2 separate regions of the Arachis hypogaea genome follow, and region 2 is linked to region 1. Evidence: chromatin contacts called from public Hi-C data. All regions are on one chromosome and are shown on one strand. Each heading gives the region's core, a stretch centred on a gene start, on an enhancer-like site or on the middle of the called end of the contact. The rest is flanking DNA. Distances are from core to core; before and after follow the strand shown.

The links. A called contact is a pair of places that touch in the nucleus more often than the background predicts.
Region 2: a contact with region 1 is called in a Hi-C map of leaf, with 4 times the contacts expected there. The contact joins the enhancer-like site here to the promoter of LOC112791116 in region 1. A contact is called at or near these places in 2 of 8 Hi-C or Micro-C datasets (leaf and an unstated tissue).

What each region holds. Positions count from the first base shown.
Region 1 is chr3:120,336,872-120,340,315 of arahy.Tifrunner.gnm2.J5K5, reverse strand. It overlaps LOC112791116 (mitogen-activated protein kinase kinase kinase 3), which reads left to right and starts at 1,869. Exons shown (of 11, transcript XM_025833837.3): 1 at 1,869-2,765; 2 at 3,438-3,444. The coding sequence starts at 2,347.
Region 2 is chr3:120,425,938-120,429,381 of arahy.Tifrunner.gnm2.J5K5, reverse strand. No RefSeq gene overlaps it. Among protein-coding and RNA genes, the nearest start is that of LOC140183562, 4.7 kb to the right of the region's middle. Within about 2 kb of position 1,556, at least 1 of the 3 cell types and tissues checked has open chromatin away from gene starts, as enhancers often do.

The sequences.
Region 1 (3,444 bases), core at 620-3,119:
ACTTAAATCATCTTCAATTTCATTTTAACTATTGATCTCATCAAAACAGTCACAAGAAATAAAAGAATTTTATTAAATTAACTAAACGGGTACAAATTTTCAATCTTTTAATTAGTTCAATAAAGTTATGTTAGATATGATTCTTTGTTTGGTTATTGTGTTATTTCAACTATGATAGATTGGACAGTGGAGGGGTTGGACCATGACGAACATGAAGAAGAGGTTGGTGATTGGTGAATGAGGAGGTTTTAGAGCACGACGACTAGATGAAGACGAAAGATTTTAAGCGTGACGGACGACAACTGTGAGTATAACAGTCATGGCGGTGGTGATGGCTACCTGGCTAGGATTTCTTTTGACGGAAAAATTCTGAACTATTAAATTGAATAGATGTAAAAATGAAGTTATGTAAAAGAGAAAGACACGTGATGAATCTTGTCTTTTTTTAAATAAAATCCAAAATAACGTCGTTTTATAAAATCGATCAATTCTTAATTTGATCGACGACCGATTTAATGATTCAAAATTAATTTTTTGAAATGGTGATTTTTTTTGTTAGACCAGATTGCAAAAGCTTCTGATTTCTGATTGGACCGGTCTAACTAAATAATCCGATCTAATTTTTTACAACCAAGGTCCTGCTCCTGCTGATCCCTTGTTTCCATCCCAGTTAGGTTATCTTATTTTTAACATAGGCAATATTTTATCCTAGAAAAGGAAAAATAAGGTATACTTTTGTTTTAAATTTATTAAAAAATTTAAAAATATTTTTATGTTTTATTTTGTTTTAATTTTATTTTAAAAATTTTATTTATATCAAATATATTTTTAACAACTAAATTTTAAAAAATATAGAGATAATTTAGTAATAATTTTATAAGGACAATTTTTAATACAAACAAATTAGAATAAAATTTTGTCATTAATTTTTAGTTGTCAAATATTATTAATAAATTGATCCTAAATTTTTCAAAAATTTAATTGTTACAGATACATTTGATAGAAATAAAAAATTTCTAAAACAAAATTGAATTAAAATAAAATTTAAGAATATATTTTTTTAATTTTTGACAAATTTTAAAAATAAAAATATACTTTATTTTTCTCAAATGGTGATGATTAAGAATCTTAATTCATTATCTTAAGTATTCTCTTAATAGATAAAAATTTAAATATATATGTTATCTTTTAAAAATGTCAAAAAATAAAAAATTTATTTTTTTATTTAAAAAATAAAAATGAATAAAAATTTTTAATCATTTTATATTCTTAAATTATTTATGAATAATGGTATAGAATTCGTATAAATTCCTATTTTTGACTAATAATTAATTAATAATATTTAAAATATTAATTAAAATATAATAGTAAATTACTGAATTAAATATATTAGATTATTGATTAAAAATACCGTAAAAATAATAAATTATGGCATTATGCTAGTCTATATTTGAGTTTGTATTTCACTATATTTATAAGGATTTAGTTAATATGTATTTTAAAATATATGATAAATTTACGATGAATTAAAAAATGTAAATATTTTTTATTTAATAAATATAAAATAAATATTTTAAAATTAAATTTTTTATATTTTTAATAATTTTTTAATTTATAAATTTATCATGTGTCTTTAAAATACAAGAAAGACACAATAATTAAAAATTTATTTAAAAAGTCTTAAAAATTTATTTTTTTAAATTTTTTACTTAATAAAAATAAAAATATTAATGTTTAGTGTAATTTTTAAAATTAAATAATAATTTTTTAAAAAATTATTTAAATACTTATAAAAAAGTCAATTTTTTTTAAAATAAACATTTTTAAAACACAATCTTATTTATAATGCCTTGCAGGCCAATCCGTCTGCGAGTGTGTAGTGTAAAAATCGGATTTGGAAAGAAATAGCACAATAGCCAATGTGGATTCTCACGTATATGTATGTATGTATGTATCTACTCCCTTCACAGGTAACAGCACCGCCACCAAACAGAACCAACCAATCCCATTCTATTTTGTAAAATGCAAAAATAAGAAGAAAAGATATTTACAAAGAAAATGAAGGAAGGAGACACAGTTATACTGTCAATTGGGACACGCTAATACCACTCACTTCATTCTGATTCCTCCATATCAAAGTAAACTGCTCTAACAAACACACTCACTTGCATTCTCCCTCTATACGAAATAGCCACGTCATTTCCCCGCTTTATCCAACCACCGTGACTCACCTCTCTCCCTATCTTTCCTCGCATCTTCTTCTCTTTCACCTTCCAATTCCAAACACCACCTCTCCTTCTTCTTCTTCTTCTTCTTCTTCAAACTTGTGGTTTCTACTGTTCTAGAATGCCGGCGTGGTGGAGTAGAAAATCCTGCAAGAACAAACAGCAGAATCAGGGTGAGGTTGAAGATGAGGAAGAGACACGTGGCAGGCAGAAATTCAATCTGATAGGATCGCCGATTAGCATTATCAGCAGCAGGAAGAAAGGCAAGGACAAGAACAAGAACAACAAGAGCTTCGATGAGCTTATCGCCTCTCGCAACTCACCGAGGACAAGCAAGGAATTCGCCAGCGTCGACGGTAACGACAATAACAGAGACCGAGACAGAGGGCTTCCGTTGCCTCGCCCTACGGTTTCGGCCAATCACAGCTTCAACAACGATCAGGGCCTCGTCTTTGGATCTACTTCGCTATCTGGTTCCAGCGTCAGCTCCTCAACCTCTTACGATGACCACCCTATATCTCCTCAATTCATTAACAACAGGTTTCCTTCCCCCTACGATTGACTCAATTCCTCTTTCCACTTTGTGGATTTTGTCCTTCTCTTTGTTCAGCTCAGTTTTCGTGTTTGATCGATTGATCCGCTTTTTTTAGGAGCCTTATATTGTAATCATTGATCTGATTCTCTGTAATTGCTTTATGAGCTTCAGTTATGGCTTATAGTTTTTCCCCACTTCCTTTTTCCGTTTGATCTACACGAAAAAGAAAAAGAAAAAGAGACTTTTTGCTCCGTCAAATAAGCAATTTTGTAAAAGGGATAAGAGGATAGATGGTGTGATTTATGACTCCCAATCTATTTTTACTTTGAGGGATCTTGATTATTGAACTATTTAGTTCCCTAAAAATTTTGTCAACTAATGATTATCTCGGGAAAAATCACAGTGAACATATATGTTAATTTTGAGGAGCTAGTTAGTTAACTCTAGCCTTGTTGGCCATAATCCAACTATTTTTACATATATTATCTATACAACATCCATGCATCCTACTGTTTGACTGTTTCTAATGATTTATCATTATCGAAATGAATTCAGGGGTATATAGTCCTTAATGACTCTATAAGGAACAGAAATAACAAGATTCAGATATGCATTTTGCTGTGTCCTTCTCCAATCTAGTGTTAAACTAATCCCTGTTTATTTCTTTCTTTATGCAGAGGACAA
Region 2 (3,444 bases), core at 307-2,806, 89 kb before region 1:
TTTCACTCTTTTCTCCTTGCCTCAAGTCCTGGCTGTTCTCCCTTATTTATAGAAGGGGAAGCCTCCAAGGTTGAAACTGTTGAATCGAGCTAATCTTCTTCTTCTTCAAACCAAAATCGGTTTGGCCAGAGAGAGAGGAGAGGAAACTAAACGCTAAAATCAACATGCAATTACCTCTGTGTCATCCCTTCTCACCAAACTTCATCAATCCAGGCCTTCCATCTTGACTTGCTCCCCAAAAAGGATTCCTGACCCTTGATGAGTCCTTGATGCTTGACAGCTCCTCCTGCTATTATCTTCTGCCTCTTCATCCACGTAGCTACAGTAGCTACCTCCTGTGGTGGTTGATCAAAAGTAGAGACGAGTCATGCTTCCAAGGGATCTTTTTCCTCTGACCGAGATGAATTTCTTCCATTTTTGGGTATGGAAAGCTTGAGACTTTCTCACCACTTCTTACCATAAGTGGCAAAGATCTCAGACACATCTTATTGTGGATCTTTTTTCTGCTAAGTGCATCATCACCTTAGCCCTTTTCTTTCTTCTAGTTTCACTGCTACAGTAGCTCATCATTGATAACTTGTATTTTCTTCTTCTCTGTGACATGACCGAAAGTGATGAAAGAAGAGAGAGAAGAGAGAGATTGCTTTCAAAAAAAAAAAATAATAAAGAAAATTAAAATCAATTACACTTAATTAAACCCACTTCCCTCTTTCATAGTAACGTGTGAAGCAATAATAGCAATCAAATCAATTTCAAATTTTCTCTCTCATGTTATCAATAAATTCTATCAAATGAAGGGTGTGGTAACCATGAAAACATGAAGCTTTTGCTTTTTTTCTTTTTCAATTTTGGACCAAACTTCATTGGTCTTGCACCAAAGAAACAATTGGGCTTGTTTAAAGATTTTTCTGGCCCAATTCACATAATAATAATTTTAGCCATATATATCTTCAAGTTTTTGCAGAAGGCTGATTTTCTTCAACATGTTGAACTGGATATCAAATTCAATTCACATAATAATAATTAACAAATATAAGTTGAAAATCAAATTAATAATTTTGTAATTAATCATTTTAATAATGTTTGATCATCATTAAATTAATTTAGAATTTTTCAAACTCATCATCTTGACTTGGTTCTTATCTTTTTTTTAAGAAAAAAATACCGAGTCAGATTCTTTTCTTACCCGTATCGAATAAAACATACTGAGCCAAATTTTCTTCATGAAAAACATGCTTTATTTAGATTGAGAAAATCGTACGGATTTTTTAAAATTATGTGCTATTACTTAAATCCGTAGTCAATCCTATTTTTGATAAGAACAGTTGACAGTCAAATCCTATAGATATAAAAGAAAATATTTTTATACTATTAAAATTAAAAAATATACGAATAAAAGATTATATATTATTATAATGAAACTGTATCGATCGAGACTTGAGAGCTAAATGAATTTATTGTTGTAGAAGCATACTTGTGACATGTGACATGCCTTTTAGTTTGGGATCAAGTGGTAGTGGGTGTGAGCGTTGTAAAACAAAATATCATGTTAATAAATTATTGTATTAGTTGTGTGAGGATAACCAGATAAGATGGTAGAAAACCTCAAAAAGTCAAGGTCACCTATACTTTTAACAGAGAAGGAAAAAGTAATCCACTAATTATGCCACCAATAGCAACGTAAAAAGGCGGAATATACAAAGAGATCATGTAAAATCAAATTAATTTTCCAGCCACCACTTCATTCATCCCTTTCGCCTCTTCCCGGTCAGTCGGTCACCATTCCCCCCTGTTTTATGAGTATCTAGTATCTATTTAAAAAGAAAAATCGCATAAGATCTCCTTTCAACGTGTTGTAAATGAGTATCTACTATCTAGACTCTAGAGCCATTGTCTTGATATAGAAAAATTCATATATGCTTTATCGCATTAAGATTGTAATCCTATCTTTTACGGCACCAAAAGAAATAAAATTATTCATATACTAGCACATGTAAAAATACACTTGTGGCGGCACACAGAAGAGATAATGGTATAGCTAGTGTGTTAGAATAATAATGACAGCAAAGAATGAAAATAGTAAAATTTATTGGGATAATCAATAATGTAAAGAGTTATATATAATTATGAACAATTCCATGGTAAAAAAAATTTGTATGGAAAAATTAAAAAAAAATGTATAATTTATTTTAAGAAATTAATAAAAATAAAATGATATATTTTTTAAATAAAGATCTAATTATTTATGAGAAAAAATTTGTATTTTTTTATTCTTTTTTTCTTCATCTTATCATACATAATTATCAAATTGAACTGGACCGGTCAATTTAACTAAAAAATTAATAAATCGATAATTTAATCGATTCGGTTTATGAATTGGAGCACCAGTAATAAAATTAGTCAAATATGATCAACAGAAGTCAAATCTGTTGAAAAACTAGACGGTTCGCATTGAACCGATGCTGTCTGGAGGCATGATTCGCATGCGTTCACGGTGGGCTGGACACTAGGGGTGCACATGGCCCGGCTCAATCCGAAGACCCGGCTCGGCCCTGAACACTTTAGGGGCTAATTTGGTGTGATTTCATCGGGTTTAGGGTTGGGTAAGGGTCTCAAAAATAGACTCGGTCATTATTTTGGGTCAGATCCGGGCCATAGCTCGGGTCACCTGAAGTCGGCCTGGTGGCCCGGTCATCATACACAATTAATATTTTGTGTTATTAGTGATGGATCATAACTATTCTTATGTGGAATTTAAATATTGTAAACCATAATATTTTGTGTTATTAGTCATTATAAGACTAAGTTAATGTTTTATGTTTAAAATGCATAAGACTTTAGACTAATGCATAATATTGTGTTATTTGTATTGATTTTAATATTTGGTGTTATTAGACAATATTAGTATTGATTGTAGTTATGTCTTAGTATTGATTGTGGTTATACTTTAATTTTGAAGAAGGGTTGGTTCTTGTTATATTTTTAAAGTGAATTTTATCATGTTAAATGATGGTTGGACTCTTGAAAATTTGGATATTTTTACATGCTAACTTACAAAAAGGTATCAACGTAATATAATGTTAACAGCCCGATTTTCACCCGATATAATTATGATCCGAAAGTGTATTGATTTCATCGGGTCTAAGATCGGGTTCGAATTTAGTAAATAAACTCGGTGCATATTTCAGACCAAATCTAAGTCATATCAAATCCGACCCGACTCATGTGTATCAAAGTCTTATGTCGAACTTGGAGCTTTGGTAAAAAGAGAAAACATGTCACCACCGAGTCACCATAGCAAGGCCTTATGAAAACAATTCATAACCTTTGGAAATTAAAACTTTAGAGGTTCGAACCTGGACCTTTAGTAAAAAGAAAAATGATATCACCACCGAGTCACCAAAATATTCAACACAAATGTGCTAATAATATTATACATGGTAT